Regions from separate parts of the Gossypium hirsutum genome. Here all the other regions are linked to region 3. The links are chromatin contacts, called in public Hi-C maps. All regions are on one chromosome and are shown on one strand. Each heading gives the region's core, a stretch centred on a gene start, on an enhancer-like site or on the middle of the called end of the contact. The rest is flanking DNA. Distances are from core to core; before and after follow the strand shown.

The links. A called contact is a pair of places that touch in the nucleus more often than the background predicts.
Region 1: a Hi-C map of hypocotyl shows a contact between it and region 3, with 4 times the contacts expected there. The contact joins the promoter of LOC107910243 here to the promoter of LOC107908329 in region 3. A contact is called at or near these places in 4 of 34 Hi-C or Micro-C datasets (hypocotyl and leaf).
Region 2: a Hi-C map of hypocotyl shows a contact between it and region 3, with 1.9 times the contacts expected there. The contact joins the promoter of LOC107910242 here to the promoter of LOC107908329 in region 3. A contact is called at or near these places in 6 of 34 Hi-C or Micro-C datasets (callus, hypocotyl and leaf).

The regions. Positions count from the first base shown.
Region 1 is chrD02:14,925,947-14,929,259 of Gossypium_hirsutum_v2.1, forward strand. LOC107910243 (GEM-like protein 1) reads left to right here and starts at 1,646. Exons shown (of 4, transcript XM_016838030.2): 1 at 1,646-2,222; 2 at 2,304-2,405; 3 at 2,718-2,989. The coding sequence starts at 1,934.
Region 2 is chrD02:14,894,338-14,897,887 of Gossypium_hirsutum_v2.1, forward strand. It overlaps LOC107910242 (RING-H2 finger protein ATL11), which reads left to right and starts at 1,847. Exons shown (of 1, transcript XM_016838029.2): 1 at 1,847-3,455. The coding sequence starts at 2,086. The coding sequence ends at 3,336.
Region 3 is chrD02:14,710,401-14,713,818 of Gossypium_hirsutum_v2.1, forward strand. LOC107908329 reads right to left here and starts at 1,630. Exons shown (of 4, transcript XM_016835525.2): 1 at 1,314-1,630; 2 at 1,143-1,225; 3 at 865-1,064. The coding sequence starts at 1,200.

The DNA.
Region 1 (3,313 bases), core at 396-2,895, 220 kb after region 3:
ATAATTTGTAATAAATTATTTTTATTCTATATATTATTGATTTCATATTATTTCAGCTATTACCTTTAAATTCTCTCTTAAATAGGTTTATGTATTTTCTTTCGAATTCATTTATTGTTTATCATTCATTAGTGTATGTTTTATTTACGAATTATCGCTCCATGTTGTATATTATCATCTATCGCATTCTATTCGCTTAAAAGGCTATGTTCGATATCATTCAAGCATCAAAATCATTTTATTCAAAACTTTCCAAAATAAAAATAATGCTCATATTTAGGATTTTCAAAAAAATTGAGCCCTGACGTATTGGGTTCCGATTTTCTTCGTTAAATCTAATAATCGAGAATTGCTCTTTGATCAAAATAAAAATGAAAAAGCTTGTTGTTGGGAATTTAATATGTTGTGTCCTAACGCATTGAATGTGACGTATTGATTTCTCGAGACAAAGATTTTTTAAAATATATATATTAATAAAGGAAATATTTAATGTTTGGGATGTTGAGAAATTGTGCCCTAACGTATTGGGCTGCGCTTTCGTCATAAATCTTAAACACTTGAATATTCTTTTAAATTTTATCACACAAATCTTTTGGACAAACTCATCTTGAAAAAAAAATATCGTACCCTAACGCATTGGGTGTGACATTTTCTTTTTCAAAACGAGAGAGTTTTAATAAGTAACTTAATTTAATTAAGGATCGTATTTTTCAACTCTCGACATTAAGACATTTATTAATCAACTTGGTACCAATTTTTGGGCGTTACGGGGGTGCTAATCCTTCATCGTACGTAACTGACTCCCGAACCCATTTTTTTCTAAAAACTCGTAGACCAAAGTCATTTTTAGGTGATCCAATCACACCTTAATAAAAGATTGGCGGTGACTCCAATTTTCGTCGACAACTAATTTTTGTTTTTTTTCCCAAAAATAAAAATAGTTTCGACACTTAGGTTAATAATTATATAATCTATAGGGCGTTGAATTCTTATTCTAATTTCTTTCTTTATTCTTTTACAAAGTTGCATATAGATTCAAAAAATTATGCAACCATATTTTTATGATATCATAGTGCTATTTAATGTGTTTTTATATTTATTAAGCATTCTATTACATACGAATATTTAAGGAAATTATATATTTAAAATATGAATATTAGTTTTAAAAATAATATATAATAAATAATAAAATATATGATTTGAAACTAATTAATAATAACATATGAAATATGAACGATATTAAAATGAAAAAAATAGATTAATTTGTGAGTAAAATAAAATTTAAACACAAATATTTTATATTAAGAATATCAAATGTATTGCAATTATTTATTATGATGTTATCATCAATCTTTAGTCAATGTGAAGTTAACTTGTAACACCAACTTAATCAATAATATCATCAATATATAAAAAATATATAATATAGTAAAAAATGTGAATATCATAATAAAATAAAGATTTAATTTAGTGGCAAGTTTAATGTTTTATTAATATAAATAATGCAAGTTTAAATCTGTGAATTTTAAAATTTTTTTTAAATAATAGAATAGATGTGAGGTAATAAAATAGTACAAGAATATAGATTTATTACCATACAACTTAATCCGACAAATCCCCAAGAATCTTAGTTATAAACGGGCTTAGTACAATGTTTGGGCTCAAGTTGAAAGGCGAAGCGAAAATCTAGGAGGTATAAGGCCTACCGAGTCGGCCGTTACCGGATATTATTATGTCGCTTGTCCTGTCGTGTGGCCATCTGCCAATTGCCGGCTGCTCCTTCCAATTTCAAATTCAAACTTCAAACCAAAACTTAACGTAACCAAATTCAATCCCACGACGAATCAATCCTACAATATTCCTTCACGATTTGACCCCTTAAAATATTTTCCATTTCTGTTTCTTCTGATCCCAACACCCATATATATAAATCATGAGCCAGCCAGCGTCCGATCCTAATAACATCTCCGAAGCCAAACAGTCCACAACATCCTCAGACTCAAACCGAGTGCCGCCCCTCTCTTCCGATTACGCTCCGTACCCGAAATTAGACCCCAAGGACGTCGCTCCTCCACCGGAGAATTGGACTAACGTTTCCATGGGTTCCCAGTCGCAGCCTAATCAAGGGCCGGCGACGTTCTCTGGCAGCGCTGCTACCACCATGCCGGATGAGTCGAATCCTTACGTTTCTCCTGCTCCGGTTCGATCATCTTCCGTCAAGAGTAACCCACTTGCTTCATCTTCTACTAAATTTATTCTTTTTATTTGAATACCATTCATATTTAAGCCCTTTCGTTTAGCAGATAAGATGGGAGCAGTGAAAGAGGTGTTAGGGAAATTGGGAAAGAAAGCGGCGGAGGATACTAAGAAGGCAAAAGAGATAGCTGGGAACATGTGGCAACATTGTAATTATTTCTCTTTATTGACCACCCTTGGTTCCCCTGCACGATAGACTCAGTGACTCTTGAATTTTTAATATGAATTTTAGGTAGTGTTTGAAGTTGGATTTCAAAAATAGTGTAAATCATGGATAAATATATGTAAATATCAGATTAGTTTTCAAAATTATGGATTTGTTGAATATCTATTTAATAGTTTATAAATTTCAAATGTATAGCATTAGGGTATTCTCAATACACGATATCAATTGATTGGATTATATTATATGAAGTATTCATGATTAGTAAGTTTATGGGGTTTTTTTTTTGTTGCAACAGTGAAAACTGGGCCAAGTTTTGCTGATGCTGCTGTAGGAAGAATTGCTCAGGGTACCAAAGTTCTTGCAGAAGGTGGTTATGACAAGATTTTTCGAACAACATTTGAGACTGCTCCTGAGGAACAGCTTCTGAAGACTTATGCATGTTACTTGTCCACCTCGGCTGGTCCTGTTATGGGAGTTTTATATTTGTCAAGTCAAAAGCTTGCTTTTTGTAGCGACAATCCTCTGTCTTACCAAGTTGGTGCTCAGACTCAATGGAGCTACTATAAGGTATAAGAGCTTATATTATGCGTTTCAGTTGGTCAAGTCATTGCATCTGTGTCTAATTGGTTAGGGTTGAGTGTAGACTGATGTTGGTGCTGAGTTTTTTTTTAGATTTTACATTCCCAGGCAGTTCCATATATCACTAAAAGGACATGAATTATGAATTTATTTTCCCTTTCTTGATTACTTGTTTTGAAATTACCATATCGTGGGATCAGTGCTTGATGATTCTATTTCTATCATCTATGTGGTTCCACTAAAAGTTGCTCATCCCGGATGCTTTGTTAGATTAAAGCTTTGCTTTTAAAAAAGCATCTGCAGTTATGACTT
Region 2 (3,550 bases), core at 597-3,096, 180 kb after region 3:
TACACGTCTATATTAGCCACAACCTTTAGGGAACTGCTCCAACCATGTATGTAAGATGAACAACCCTGAGATCTTGTCGTCCGGAGGAACTACTCCAAGGTAATCGTTGCACACATTAGTCAAGGGCGGTCCAGTATCCCTTGCTATGGTCAATCCATCAATGGGTAACCTGAGAATGAAATAAACATCTTGGAGGTTGATAGTACACTACCCTAATGGTAGGCGAAAAGTATGCGTCTCTAGTCACCACCGTTTGGTCAAAGCAGCAGTCAACTCTGAGGAAATTGTGCACGCCAAGACATACCTGAATTGGCAACGTTCATGCATTCAAAAATTAATTTATTTAGCATTTTCTATAAAATAATTATTTATTTAACATAATAACAATAAACCTTAACCTAAAATTTCTATAACTAAAAAACTTAAATAACAATAAACATATCATTTAATAAAAACAATAAATTATCTAACATAAAAATACATTACCTTAAATTAAAATTTAAACATGAAAATTTATATAGCAATAAATATGGAAAATTGCTATAGCGTGATGATGATTTATTTCTCATATTATTTTCGTAAAACTAAATCCATATTATTCATGTAAATAATATTTTTAGTATTATTGTAGAAAAAAAGGAGTAGATATTATTGCCGGCCTTGTGTGTGCCGATAAATCTAGTGATGTAGCCTGAGTAGGGGCGGACATCTTTCACCATCCTTTATCTTATTTTTAAGCAATAAAAAAGACAATGCTCATCAACAATGGAAATAGTAATAATCAATGTCTTCATTAATTGTAGGAGCAGACAATTTTCTTTTTAATCAAATAAAAACTCTGTTAGTAAACAGTAACACCTGAGAAATTATATTAAATCAAGATGAATAATTAATTGGCTTTCTTTTGTAATCATTATTTCTTTAGTGCCTTAAAATTTCAGCTTATTCGCTTTAGACATTAAAATGTTTTGTTGAATCGGATAAGTTGGAATTCGAGTAAAAGCATAAAGAGATAAGTGAACGAAAGTGACTGGAGGCTTGCACTTTATTGTCTATGGAAAAAATCTAGTCAACTCATAAATTATATACCATATCATATCCATTTTAATTAAATAGTTTGAATTTGTAAATTCTGGAAAAATGAATTCCATAGAGGCAATTTCTCTGTTTGCAAGGGGAGAAAGTTACAAAGAGACTAGTTTTATGATTATTTACAGTAATAGTTGTTAGAATTGAAGAGGTAACTTGGTACTCACGTTAACTCTCTTAAATTATATCTTCCATCCAAGTGATGCTACGAAAACGACTTCAATGAATTATCAATCCCTGTTAACAGTCAAACAACTCAAATTAAGAGTGATTTCTTTTTTAATGGAGTGTTGAAATGTAGTACATTAAATTTCATGATCAAACCTAGGCACCCATTTTATTATTCATATAATATAAAAATATTTTATTATTTATACAATAAAATATGTTTATTGGTGACTTCTAGATACAATCGCACAAATAAACAAAATTATCTAACCACCACAGAGGAACCACCCCTTTCCTTGGCTTAAAACTCACATTTTATTCCCTCTTACACCTTCTTAAAATTGCACCTTATAATACTCATATGTAAACCTTTTTTTAATATTCTTTTGTTTTATATAAATTTTTATGTCTTCATTTTTTTTAATAAATGAAATTACTTGATAATTTTCTTTTATTTCTATCCAATATTTTAAAAACATAGTTAAAATCAAAACTCAAACCCCTCTCTCATGGAATACGTAATCGTTTACTTTGAATCAGACGCGCATTCCATTGCGCGTGCACAAACAAGTTTCTTCTCCGTTTTATACCCCTGCCACATAACAACATACCGTATTTTTTCCTTTGTTTTTTGCTCTCTTTTCTTAGCCTTTGTGTGTTAGTGCTAAACTTTTTCTTTTTCTGCCTAAAAACTTTGCTTTGCTTTTGAGCAACACGAAAATCATTAAAAATCAGTCACAGCTAAATCTCACTACTGTTTCATAAAACTCATGAGCAGCAACAAAATCAACGCTCCAACTGCTGCTGTCTACATCAATTCAATACCAGATGAATCGAAAAGATCATAGCCTTTTATTTCTTCCACTTTTCAGGCTCAACCATGGCAATGGCAACGACAAATCACTTCTTTTCTTTCTCTGTTTCGCCCTCTCCTTCTCCTTGTCAACAGCGCAAAGCCAAACGCCCGCAGGTCCGCCGCCACCACCGTCCTATCCCAACTCCTCGGGACCGGCTGGAAACCAATTCAATCCATCGATGGCGATCGTCATGGTGGTTTTGGTGACGGCGTTCTTCGTCATGGGATTTTTTTCGGTTTACGTCAGGCAGTGCACCGAAAGGAGGACGCGAGGCGGGAACTGGGACGCCGCCATGAATTTTGGGCGGCGGTCAAGGAGGTCGATTCGTGGTCTGGATTCGTCGGTGATCGAATCATTCCCGACGTTTCTTTACTCGACTGTCAAAGGACTGAAGATCGGAAAAGACACGCTTGAGTGCGCCGTTTGCTTAAACGAGTTTGAAGACGACGAAACGCTGCGTATGATTCCTATATGTAACCACGTGTTTCATCCCGATTGCATCGATGCTTGGCTCTCTTCTCATTCCACGTGCCCCGTTTGCCGTGCCAATTTGGCTCCAATGCCCGGCGACACGACCACCTGCGCCACCGCCCAAATAAACGATTCGGACTCCGAGACCGAAAACAATAACACAAGCGATGAAACCGGTCATCTTGATGTGGTTAATAGGGCAAGGGACATAGAATCGCCGGAGGTGAATTTGATAAACTCAAACACGGCAAATAATCAGAACAGGCAGCAAAGGTCACTGTCGACGGGGTGGATGTTGACCCGGTTGTTTCCCCGGTCTCACTCGACGGGTCACTCGTTGGTGCAGCCGGGCGAGAATTGTGAGCGGTTTACGCTAAGGTTGCCAGAGGATGTACGGACCCAATTGATGAACTCGAGTTTGAGCCGTACTAAAAGTTGCGTGGCGTTCCCCAGAGCGAGGAGTTCGAAGAGGGGTTATAGGAGTAGGAGTTTAGGGAGGAATTATTATAACTACGAGAGGTTCGACAGGCCGGATCGGTGGGGGTTCACTATGACTCCGCCGTTTTTTTCTAGGATCGGATCGGTTAAATCACCGAAACCGGCGGTTTGTGGTGGCGATGAGGGGTCGGCTACTCCGCCGAAGGGTTTATATAAATCCACTAAATCGCCGTTTGATCGTTTGTTCATCGGAGGGGAGGAGAACGTAGGTGAACAATCTTCGGACAGGCTACGGTCTGAAAGTCAAGTATAATAGTTGGTGGTTCATTGGGCTTTTCTTCTTTTGTTTTGAGGTTTGAGAATTGAATTTATGTGTACATTGGGTTTTCTTTTTACTTTATTCTTTTTTATATATATATTTATTTTAAGAAATTCAATTTAATGCATTTATAAATTATAAAAAAATCAAATCAAATAATTTCTTAAAAGAGATGATATCCACTTCATACTTTGTATTTTTTAAAGAG
Region 3 (3,418 bases), core at 380-2,879:
AAGAGATTTCTAGATACATTCACCTTTTTTTCCTTTGTTACTAGGGTTTTCCCTCAAGTCATTGAAACTAATAATATAATACTTTACCAATCCTTAAACTATCCATAAACCTCACAATCCTCGAGTTGAAAACTGAACTAAAATTCAATCGGTCTCCTATAAATATTATTTTTAACGGTAAACTACATAGATAGTCACCTAACTTTTAAAAATTTTCATTTTAGACATTCAAAAGAAAAAAAAATTCAAAATGGCGGGCACTCACATTACAAAATTTATTTATTTTGATCACTTTGGTTAAAATAGTAAATTCGCATTTCAACTAATTTTTTTTCCACCTTGGATATTAATATCCGTTTTATTATTTTGCATTCAAGTGATTTATTTTCATTTTAATCACTAAAAAAAAGACCCTAAACCCTAACATTTTGGGAACATCTTGAATGTTAAAGCTTCTTTTTATCTGTTGCAACAAATCAAGAAGGGAAAACAAATGGTAATTTTTACACCACATTTTCAAGATTGGTGAGCTTAGGATGAAAATCCCAACTAAATATCTGTGTTGAAGGCTTTAGGGGTATTTTACTAGTTTAAATTTGCAACAGAAGACTTTGGTTAAAAAAGGGGTATTTTAATGCAAAATAATCAATGCCATGTTTGCAATTTTAATAAAATAAACAAATTTCATAAGGTGAGTATCCATTTGGTAAATATTTTTTTTTAAGTGCCTAAAATAAAAGGTATCTCTAGTGATAATTTTTTTTTTCTTTTTGGATGTATTATCTAGAATTTATGCCAGTGATAAAATATTAAAAATGCTGAAAAGAAAAAGGGATTAGGTAAATAGCAATGAAAGCAAAATACCTTGTCAATGAGATCCCCAGCTAAGCGTGCACCGTCAGCTGTATTTTGAGCCATATCTTCAAGAAATTGAAGGGCATTTTTAAGTCTGCCTTCCGGCAGATGATTTCCGATATCATCCGCCACTTCCTCCACTTGTCCCGCCACTTTTTCCACAATATCCGTCACCTCTTCTGCTTTATCTATTATTGTTTCAACTTCGTCTGTACATATATACTACTTAACCTCAAAATATGTTGATGAGATATGGAAATGCAATTTGAATAACTTATGATCCATACCTTTCAGTTTTAACAATGGCCCCCATTTGCTCCTCCAAAAGGGTAGGATTATACTCATCACAAGTCCCACAACCCATAGTTTCCTGCTCAAAAACTCACTCTCAAATACATCATTTCTTTCCTTGTTTATTTGTAAAAAGAAAAGAAAAAAAAAAGGTAGATAAGACTAACCAGGAACCAGGTTGTTGACCCTGTCTGTATTTAGCAACCTAAGACCGATGCCCGGCGGTTGCAGATTGTGGTTCCGTAGAATCTGATGATTTTTGGCCTTGTGTATTGAATTTGATATCACCAAGAAATGGCTAAAACGTATAATGGGAGGCTGGAGTTTGCAGGAATATGGCATTTGAAGTTTGCATGGAAAGATGGATGCTGAAGTAGTCGCCATAAATGTCTGGGAATGAAATGAAGTAAAGGTATGTGAAAATGAGAAAAATTCAGAGAGGGTTTTGTTGAATAAATTATAGCGCGTAGGAATGGCAGCTAGAAACGATCCAAAGTATGTTTTAGGTGGGTTAGGAAGAAAGGTAAATATTATAAATTTGATTAAAGTCAATGAACCCTAGTCCTGGTTAAGGCCATATGTTGAATTTCCTTACAAGTTTCCTCCTAACTGCTATTTCTAGTTCGTTTGTTTGATTTTCTTCAAGGAATAACGTCTTTTAATTTATTGGAATTTGTCAAATATCATATCTAAATGCACTACAAGTTATCATCAACCTATCAACTTGTATTGTAGATCCGGTCGGGGATGAATTTTTTATTTTTCTTAAAAACAATATACACAAATAAAATTCAGATACGAGTGTAGAACTAAAATGGTTTTACAATTTTACATGATTTTTTATACAATCAATTTTTTTTAACATTTATTTATATATTTAATTTTTTTCACTTATAAGACACTCGTTGTATCTTCAATCCGCTTGTGAAAAACTCCCGAGATAATTATAAATTAGTCATTTCCCACCAAATTGACACCATTTTTATATTCTAAGCCCAACTAGTTTCAATAGATGGGTTTTCCGATTTAGGCCTACTTTAACAAAATTCTCGTATCAATTCAATCAATAATAAAAAAACCAAAAGAAGCTTCAACCAGTTTGATCCATGTTTTGGATTTTTTTTAAAATTAGGCCCAAATGTTGGACTTCCTTTCCATTTTAAAATTTGGCCCAACTGCTCAAACCCATTAAAGATTAAAATGGTTCAAACCCAATAAAGTTGTTTTTTATTTTGATTTTTTTTAAAAAAAATAATGTTTGTTGTTTGATGTAGTGTAAAGCATTCTTTTGTCCTCCTTTAGCTGATATTCTGATACATCTTGTAAATTATAATTGGATTTTTACTTTTTTCTTTTTGTTGATTTAGAGGAAAAATCTTACATAATTTTTAATTTACAAATACAAAAATGGAGTGTTTTTTTTAAACAAAATGGAGATATGTTAAAGTCAAGAATCTAATTGTTCAAACATAATTGAATTACATTAATTATGTTTTTTTAATTATCATTTGGATTTGAATTATATAAAAAGATTTATTTATTTATTATTTGGGTACTATTAAATAGCTTATTGAATTAAAAAATAATCATCTTATTAATTAGACCATCGAAGCATAATTATATATTTATATATATTAATTTTTTATGTATAAATTTATATTTTAAATATAAAACATTATTCCTTTATAATAAATTTACAAATTCTAAATTTATTAAAATAAAATTACCATTAAGATGAAATAACTTTTTTTTTGAAGACAATTTTAAAAATATGTCTTATTTGAAAAATTGAAGTTGATTGGCATAACATATATGGTTAACATTATTAATTTATTCAATTACTATTGCAATTAATATAATAAATTATCAATTAATTCAATACTATTAATAATCTAATACTATAAATTTATTCAATTAGCAATATACATTTTGTAAGGATTTTGATTATGTATAATTCCAAAAATTGGGTTGGAATGAATTAAGTTAGTGAAAAGAGTGGTCACCTCTTGATTTTGAATTAAGATTTTGGAAATTTTGTAAAGTAATTTAGTTTGGTTTAGTGGTTAAAAGCTCTGGATGTGTGTTTAAGGTTTTGTATTCAAATCCCTTTTTTGGAATTTTTATTGTTTTTGTCTTGACCTCTATTTCCAATCAACTAATGTCAAGAATGAGCCTGTTAGTTTGGTAGTAAGGTATTTATTAATTTGCCTATTTGTCTTGTGTTTGAATCTTTGTGAAAGTAATAAGGAAATATTTTACATTTTCTTTCTTT